Regions from separate parts of the Gossypium arboreum genome. Here region 1 is linked to region 2. Evidence: chromatin contacts called from public Hi-C data. All regions are on one chromosome and are shown on one strand. The core of a region is the stretch at or near the end of the contact, and the rest is flanking DNA. Distances in the headings are between cores, read along the strand shown. Region 1 holds the start of LOC108472908 (prolycopene isomerase 1, chloroplastic). Region 2 holds the start of LOC108467016.

What was found. A called contact is a pair of places that touch in the nucleus more often than the background predicts.
Region 1: a Hi-C map of leaf shows a contact between it and region 2, with 4 times the contacts expected there. The contact joins the promoter of LOC108472908 here to the promoter of LOC108467016 in region 2. A contact is called at or near these places in 2 of 5 Hi-C or Micro-C datasets (both in leaf).

The regions. Positions count from the first base shown.
Region 1 is chr2:107,303,042-107,307,888 of ASM2569848v2, forward strand. It overlaps LOC108472908 (prolycopene isomerase 1, chloroplastic), which reads left to right and starts at 2,739. Exons shown (of 9, transcript XM_017774474.2): 1 at 2,739-3,077; 2 at 3,169-3,392; 3 at 3,487-3,597; 4 at 3,907-3,960; 5 at 4,129-4,416; 6 at 4,531-4,722; 7 at 4,810-4,847. The coding sequence starts at 2,774.
Region 2 is chr2:107,017,395-107,022,260 of ASM2569848v2, forward strand. It overlaps LOC108467016, which reads left to right and starts at 3,501. Exons shown (of 3, transcript XM_017767455.2): 1 at 3,501-3,841. It also overlaps the pseudogene LOC108460625.

The sequences.
Region 1 (4,847 bases), core at 1,489-3,988, 280 kb after region 2:
TGAGAACATAATCTCATTAAAGTCTCCCATGACCATCCATGGAAAATCTCAATAATTCCCCAACCTCCTTAAAAGTTCCCACGATTCTCTTCTTTTGTGTTCCTCCGGTGCGCCATAGAACCTTGTAAACCTCCAAAATGGCATATCCTCTCCTTCCTTTACGTCTACATCAATATGATTAGCTGAAAAGCTTCTCAATTACAGCACATACTCTCCTTTCCAACCAATTGACAAACCCTTTTTTAACCCATACGCTCCCACATCAATAACGTTAGCAAAACCACACTTCTAGTTAAACCTTTTTCCATTCTTTTTTCACTCAACTTTGTTTCAATTAGAAATAAAATATGGGGTTGTACATGCCTCACATTGTTTCTAAGACAATTAACTGTCCGTGGATGTCCCAATCCACGAACGTTCCAACTTAAGATTTTCATTGCTCCCGGTCGGCTCACTTGCTAGTGGCCGCCGATCTCTTATTGAATTCAAGCAGTGAACCAATAACATTAGACCCATTTGATTGTTCTTCCATTATTCTTTGTCTCTTCCCCCATAATTTTCAATTGGCTTACTCTCTATTATAGACTCCCTCTGACTTAGTTTCCACGCACCTTGAATAATCACACCTCCTTCTTTTCCCCCATTATTCTGATCATCCATATCTATACCATGGGAATTAATACCTTTTTTGAAATCCCTTCGAACCATCCTCCCCGAGCCACCTACTTCCAATTGAAACTTCTTTCCATGACGATACCCTTAAAGATATGTCCTAGCCAAAATTTACTTCTTAAATCCTGATTGTCATCCTTATAGAGAAACAACCTTCCCAATGCCCTAACTTTCCACATAAAAAATAGAAAAGTGTTAATATTTCATATTGGAAGTAAGCATATCCCTCTCACTCTTGTCTCAATGCCAACTTTTTCTTGCGATTCACAGCTAATCATACATCAACTTTGGTTCTAAAACGCATATATCTCTGTTTCCCCCTCGTAATCAAATCAACATCATATGGGATTAAATGCCCAATAAAATCACCCCAAACGACAGATTATAGACTTGAACCCAGAAATTAGTATAAACCAATGAAACTTTCAGTGGGTCTTCCCTAATATTCAGCCGGTGGAATATAATAAGGTGTCTATTGATCATCCAAAACCTTCTTTATATCTACCTTATAGAAAAAAGTGGAATAAATACCTTTTTCCCCCTATATCTGTGATTATAACTCCCCCTAACGGATGCCAAAGATCAGCCAAAGTTCTTTTTCAGAGAGGGAAAGTGAACCACACACTACGTTAAAGCTTTTCCCACCAAGCAAAATTCATAGTCATCTTCTATTTCAATCAGATCTTTTTCACAAGGAATCGGTTCCTCTTTTTCATCATCAAGACTTAGATTTGCAAGTTATGCCTCCATCATTAATGAAAATCCTAAACCAGCCACAATGCAATTTCCAACCTTAAAACCCTAAGATAAGAGAACGTGCCTTTAGTAGACGATAAAGAAAGAGACGTGCTAAAACTCTTAGCAAGCGAAAGAACTTACTATATTTACACATGACAATATTATATAATGACAAATGGAAAAATTATTAAATATGTCACTAAGAATGCTTTCTTATATTGAGACATCAAATTGCTATAGTATATATATACAATTACTTCAATAAATTTAATTTTTATGTATTATAAATTACATAATATATAAAAATAAATATAATATAAAACATACAAACTTTAAAAAATAAGTCGGGTTGGGCCAAGCTCAAACCATTAATATTCAAGCCTGACTCATACTTTAAACAAGCTTAATTTTTTTTGCCCAAATTTATTTTTTGTACTTAATATTTTTATTCAAATCCTTTCAAATTTTGAATGGACTTTCAGAGTTAAACAAATACCTGAACCTATGAACAAGTTTAGTTGCCACTAGGGGTGTGCAAAATTCGGGTAAAACCGAAAAAATTCGGTTAACCGACTGAATTTAGTTTATCGATCAGTTAATCGAATTAATTCGATCGGGGTCGGTTAATAATTTTTTGAGTTTTCGGTTAACTGTTAATTCGGTTCGAAACCGGTCGGTTAACCGAATTTTTTCTGTTTAATCGAAAAAATTAATAAATAAAATTATAATATATAAATAGCCCACTATTCACTCAAACCCAATCCAACATAAACCCAAATACTCAATCTAATATATATTAACCCAACTACCCAACCCAACCCAATTACCCAACCCAATCATAAAAATTACAAATAATTTAATAAATAAATATAAAAATATAAAAATAAAAATAAAAATAAAAATAAAAATAAAAATAAAAAACATACAATTTTATACAAATAATTCGGTTAATTCGGTTAATTTGGGTAATTCGGTTAATTCGATTAATTCGGTTAATTTTATATTTATTTTAACCAAAAATTAAAAAAAATATAATTTTCGGTTAATTCGGTTAACCGATTGAATTAACCGAAAAAATTTGGGTTCGGTTAATTTTTTTGAAAAAATTTTAGTTCGGTTAACGGTTAAAAATTTTGAAGATTCGATTAATTCAGTTAATATTATTTCGGGTCGATTAACCGATTTAACACCCCTAATTGCAACGCACGTGCTAGTGTCATCTAAATTAATGAGTATGGTTGAGACGGAGCCTATGTTTTCAGGCGGGCTGGCTGATAAGAAACTGGGCTTCGAATTGGTTAATGTCAAGGCCCAGAAAGAAAATAATCCAAAAGTAAACTGCTTCGACAGTTTTGACGGACATATGGAGTTGGGAAGTCCCAAACATCTGGGTAGGAAATGGAATGACGTGGCTAGTTTGTTTAGCAGAAACCATGAATGCCTCTTCTTTCAATTATCTCATCTCACTCAGCACCTTCTGGTCGCTGCTTTGAAACTCCTCTCTACGATCATGGAATTGGGTCTTCCTTTGTTCCCAGGAATCAAATTTCCAACCTCCAGAAATACTGTTTTGGCCCGAAGTTCTCCTAATAACCTTTCTCAGTTTTCTTCAAATGCATCGTCCTCCACCTCCATCTCTGTCAAGCCTCCTACTAAAACTGTCCCAGGTATTTTCTTGCATTATATACCCTTTTCTTATGCACCAAACTGAATTCACATTTCTGTTATGGAAGTAAAAGTGAACAACTTGTATTGCAGGGAAGCCAGAGGCTGACGTTGTTGTGATTGGGAGTGGTATTGGCGGACTGTGTTGCGCGGGACTTCTTGCTAGATACAACCAGGATGTGCTTGTGTTGGAAAGTCATGATCTGCCTGGAGGTGCTGCCCATTCTTTTGAGATTAAAGGCTATAAATTTGACTCTGGTCCATCTTTGTTCTCTGGTTTTCAGTCTAGAGGTCCTCAGGCCAATCCTCTTGCACAGGTCTTTGCTACATCATCTTTTCACCTTCACCATTTTACACTTTTGATTTCTCTGGTTGGATTGGAATCACCATTCCTTTATCTTTGAGTTGCAGGTCCTAGATGCATTGGGTGAGTCAATTCCATGTGCAAAATATGACTCTTGGATGGTTTACATTCCTGAAGCTGAATTCTTATCACGCATAGGCCCAACTGAATTTCTGAAGGTGGACTGCCATTGTTAGATTTGTTCAATTTTATGCCTTTTCATACTTTAATTAATTTGTAATTTTTATATTACTCTGCATTCATACTGTTACACCCATTTCTTTTAAGAGTAGAAGGCATCAAATAAACTGTTTATACAGATATTGCTCTATCATGCAAAGACTTAAATACGGTTGTCAAACAAGAGCTAGATAAACTTGTATGCAACCAGTGAAAAAACATGCCAGGATGTTACTATCCAGCATGAGCTAGAAGATGACCACATTTAAATACTCATGCTTATTATCCTGACTATTTTTAATTTCCAGGACCTTGAAAAGCATGCTAGTCGGAACGCCGTGCAAGAATGGAAAAAACTTCTCGTGAGTACCGTTATTTTTACTTATCATTATTTTACCCTCTAAAGAACTGCCTCAAACATATAATTGATACCAAACTGTGTTGGATATTTGGATTAAGAGACCTGTACTTTCATTTTCTTTTTAAAACTTGCAAGTATTTCTCAAATTCAGAATGAAATTTGGCTGCAGGAAGCAATACTTCCATTATCAGCCGCTGCAATGGCACTGCCTCCTTTATCAATCAGAGGAGATTTGGGAGTTATTTCAACTGCTGCGGCTAGATATGCCCCTTCTTTGTTGAAATCATTTGTAGGAATGGGACCGCAGGGAGCTTTTGGTGCTCCTAAGCTTTTACGACCCTTCTCGGAAATCATGGATTCTTTGGAGCTGAGAGACCCTTTTATTAGGAATTGGGTGGACCTTTTAGCTTTCTTGCTTGCTGGGGTGAAATCCAATGGTATACTCTCAGCAGAGATGGTAACTATAAGGATATCCAAGTGTTTCTTTTCATGCTTATAAGGTGAAATGCTATGAATATACATACACTACTTTGAAACTTAACATTGTCAAGTTTTACTTCCAATTTTTCAGGTTTATATGTTTGCAGAATGGTACAAACCTGGTTGTACTCTAGAGTATCCACTTAATGGAAGTGGAGCCATTATTGACGCTCTTGTTCGAGGAATACAAAAGTTTGGAGGACGGATATCTCTAGGAAGTCATGTGGAAAAGATCATCGTTGAGAACGGTAAGGCTACTGGAGTTAAGCTGAAAGGTGGTCAGGTAAATATATAGTCTGAACATAGACAATTGACTTAAGCAAATGTTGTCTGCTTGAAATGCTATTGACTGAAAATGTATATGCTGCAGTTTATACGTGCTAAAATGGCTATTGTGAGCAATGCATC
Region 2 (4,866 bases), core at 2,251-4,750:
ATTTAATTTATTAATGAAATCTTCAGTGCTCAATTTAGGGATTTGATTTATATTTTGCTTGTACGATTTTATGAATCTTGTGCACACAAGTTTCTTATCTGAACTTAAGGGATGAGGATTTGGGAGTCAAGTAATAATTTCATTTATCAAAGAAATATCAATTGCGCATGTGCCAGTTTATAATTGTTGTAATATTTATCATTCAGGAGGTATTTCCTTTATTTTGTTTGATTTGTTTTATACATTCCAATTATTTTCCCTTGGTTTAAGACTCTATTTGGCGGCTTGAATCTGTTGGCATTATACTTGAGCTTAAGTTAATAATGGAATTGAGTTGATTGGAATTTTGCAGGATACTTAATATTGAAGAAAAATGTCTCATCGCAAATTTGAGCATCCAAGGCATGGCTCTTTGGGATTTCTCCCAAGGAAAAGAGCCTCCCGCCACAGGGGAAAAGGTTTCTCCTATTTTCCCTTCAATTGTTTATAGTTGGATTCTGCTATATTTGTTTAGTAACTATTGTTAGATTATTCTATTATTTGAATGGCTTATTGCATCTTAACTAATCATACTGATGCAGAATTAGCTGTGACCAGGTATAATCTTTTCTAGTATAGTAGTTTGCCTTTTAGATTTGATATAATCCCTGAAGTTGTAATCGCTAGCACGCTCCCTTATTATTAAGATTTTTAGCTTGTTCAGGATATATCTTTAATTCCCTCTATGAATTTTTTTTTTTTTTATTATAAAATCTTCTGATTTTTCTTTCTTCTTTCACGGTTGTTCAGTTAAGGCATTCCCAAAGGATGATCCTACTAAGCCATGCAGATTAACTGCGTTTTGGGGATATAAAGCTGGAATGACCCATATAGTGAGGGAGGTTGAAAGCCTGGTTCAAGTAAAAATTTCTCTTCTGACTCATCATCTGTAAATTTTGGAATACTAGTCTGTTGCTTATCTGCTGCTATATGAAATAAAACCATGTGCCTTTTATGTGCTTTCTTGCATTGTTTACTTTCCTCCATGGTTAAGTGGATAGCATAATGTATTTATATGTTCTTTTCTTCCAGAACTTCACAAGAAGGAGACATGTGAAGCAGTTACTATCCTTGTGACACCACCCATGGTGGTTGTTGGAGTTGTGGGATATGTCAAAACACCTCGTGGTCTTCGTACTTTGGGCTCTGTGTGGGCTCAGCATCTGAGTGAAAGGTGAAACGAAGGTTCTATAAGCACTGGTGCAAGTCTAAGAAGAAGGCTTTTACCAAGTACTCAAAGAAGTTTGAAACTGAAGATGGTAAAAATGACATTCAATTGCAGCTGGAAAATTGAAAAAATATTGCACTGTAATTCGTGTTTTGGCCCACACTCAGGTATTTCCCCCTCAAGCAGATCTATATTTTGTAGTTATGTTTTAGTCCTTCCAATTCTGGATGATTGAATGCTTTAACTACTATGTTTTTCTTTTTTTCCTGATTTCTTTTATGTCCTTTATTGCATATTTCTGTAGATAAGAAAGATGAAGGGCTTGAAGCAGAAGAAGGCCCATTTAATGGAGATTCAAGTAAATGGTGGAACTATTTTGCTCAGAAAGTTGACTTTGCTTACGGTTTTTTTTGAGAATCATATTCCAGTTGATGCTGTGTTCCAGAAAGATGAGATGATCGATATCATTGGGGTGACCAAGGGTAAAGGGTATGAAGGTGTGGTGACCAGATGGGGCGTCACCCGTCTCCCACGCAAGACCCATCGTGGTCTTCGCAAGGTTGCCTGTATTGGTGCATGGCATCCAGCCAGGTTTTCTTTTACGGTTGCCAGGGCTGGGCAAAATGGCTACCATCACCGTACAGAGATGAATAAGAAAGTATACAAGATTGGAAAGGCTGGACATGAGTCGCATGCTGCCATGACTGACTACGACAGGTTAGCCAAGTGCCCTCTACTCAGTTTGCTATTTATTTTGTAGGATTATGATAGCCACAGGGCATTATTAATTGCTTCCGTCTTCTGCTAATTTCAGGATAGAGAAGGAGATTACCCCAATGGGTGGATTCCCCCATTATGGTGTGGTGAACGAGGATTATTTGGTGATCAAAGGGGGGTGTGTTGGGCCAAAGAAACGGGTAGTGACTTTGAGGCTATCCCTGGTGAAATCAAACTTCAAGGGTCGCTCTTGAGGAGATCAAGCTCAGGTTCATTGATACATCATCCAAGTTTGGGCATGGTCGCTTCCAAACAACACAGGAGAAGGCCAAATTCTATGGAAAGCTCAAGGCATGACGAGGGACTTACTATTTATATTTTCAAGTTATGTAGGGCTAATCTACAAGTTCACATTTATTTGCCTTCTATTTCTGGTACAATTCACACTTTTTCTTTTTATGGTTGACTACAACTTTCAATTTCATTTTAGTTGGGACCCACCAAACACTGTAGTTTAGTACAGCTTTCGACTTTCAAGCTCACTGCTCTGCATATAGGACCGCTTAGAACCACTGTTTTTGGAATGGTCAAATTGGGTTTTTGGTGCATTCGGTTTAAATCACATAAATTATTAAAAAGTATATAGAATTTGATTAGTTGGCATTAATTCTCATATCAAATGATTTTTGCCCTTCTTTGGATGGATTTTTGATTGGGATTCAATTGGTTTGAAGGATGGACGAAGTTGTATGTTGTTGGAAACTTGAAAATCACATGTAAATTCTTTGCTCTTTTGCATTTAATATATTTATTTATTTTATTGGTAAAATTGTTGGAAAAGGAAAAAGGTCGGCTGACCTGGCTATGAAAATAAAAAGAATTGACGGAGATAAATAACAGCTTTGGTTTTTCCAAGACATGCTTCAGTGTGCTTTCCTTTTCAAAGGGGTCCTCTTGTCTTATATGGGAATGGGAAACAGTGATCTTTTAGAAATGTGTATTTACGCCTCATTATGAAATTGGCTTTTTTTTTTTTATGTATAATTGTAATTGTTATCGCAAAAATTCCATTTGAATGAATGTCGATTGTATATAAAATATATAAGGATATATTCCAATTTTAAATATATTTTACTTGTTTAATAAAAATTAAAAAAGGGATAAAGCTACTGTCTTTTGATATTATTATTATTTTTATCTTTTCTAGAACTCTGGAATGAATATTTGCTCCCTATTACTCTCCTCCTAGACGACTAAAACCTCAGTGTAAAAAAAAATAAAAAATCTTGTTTCTGTTAAGCTTTTTGTTATTAATTGAGATGTCATTATCTATGAACTATAATACTAGAAGATTATAACTTGTTTTAAATCCAAAAACTTTATGAAATTATCTTATTTTTGGTTAGGCCTTAGATAAGCTTTCACATCATTGTCAGACATTTTGATTATCTTGTTTGACAAAGAGTCCTTACTTAGGTAACTGTTTCTTTTTCAAGGGTCCTCATTATTTCTGCTGTAAGTAATTATTGCTTCAAGTTTTTTTCTTTCTTTCTTTTTCATTCTTTTTCTAGTTATATGAATTCTAAGCTTCATGGAAGAAACAATAAGAAAGCGATGTTGGTATGTTGAAGAAAATAAAAATAAAAATAGATTCTTCCATTTTTACAAAATAATAGAGGTAATTTTGTAAGTTGTTAGCTTTAGTGTTTCTGACCAAAGTGACGGGTTCCTCTCAGAGTCACCTCACCAGGTTTTGCTTTAAAAACTTTAAAAGAAAATATATATGAGGAATAATAATTGTGGTCTAAATCACCCCTTCCCCCTTTTTTTTCAAGCTCTTTGCTTTAAGCCACGGTCCTTTTTTCTTTCAACTCTAGAATCATGACATATCTGCCACTGCATATGCTTGGTTGTAAGGTATCCCAACATTACATCTCCCTCTCAATCACCTCTTTTCTTCCTAAACTTTCAAGTCAATTCTTGTTCTTCTTTTTCATGTGCTTTCTACCCTGTTTGTTCTTCTTGTGTTTGCAGCTTCTTCTTTTCTAGAAAAATTGATACTATAATCAATTGTATATGACATATTAACAGATAGTTTAACCTTGCATGAGTCTTTATCTTTTTTTTTATTTGGTTTATTTGGAGATTATGGTAGATTTGGCTATTTGGCTATCTTTCCCATGATTATGTTGGACAGACATAAATGATACATAGTAGATCTTTGCAGCCTACCTCGTGTAACCTCCTCAAATATTATGTACTAATTCTTAATGATAGTTATAATCAGTGAAAACTTGGTTAAATATTAGTTAGTGGAAACAATTATTAATCTTTGAACTCTTTTTTTTTTTTTACCTTCGAAACTGCTGTTAATAATTATAATTATATTGGAGATATTGAAAAATGATGGCTTGGTATCATCCTATTAGGACCCAGATTTAAATAAATTCAGAATTCCCAACATAACATCTAAATTCAGCAACTAAAAAGTGACAAAGTTTGAAAAAAGGAAACCAATAGGCCATTCTTTTTCTAAGGGTCTCCAGACAAGAAGGCCAATGCTCTTTATTCCTTTAGGTTTGCTTGTTGGGACAAGGTATAGTATTGATTAAGCTAGGCATCATCAGGATCATGTACCATCATTCCAATTCAAGAAAAAGTGTACTGCTGGGATTATCATATAACTTTGTCTTTACATTTGCAATTGGGTATAAAGCTAGCTGGTCTCAGCCTCGTCTTAGTTTCATTTACAAATGGTGGCTGTGGCTGCCTTATTTTTCCAGGGCAGTGTTAAGAGGTGTATAGGATGGGAGGGATAAGTTGATGTTTGCAGCTCTTAATTCCAAGTACCAAAACCCAAGTTTTTATAACTCGTTTCAAGAATCTCATTAAAAAACTCTGCTGGTTTTTCCTCTCTTGGTAAGTACCTACTGATAAGTTTA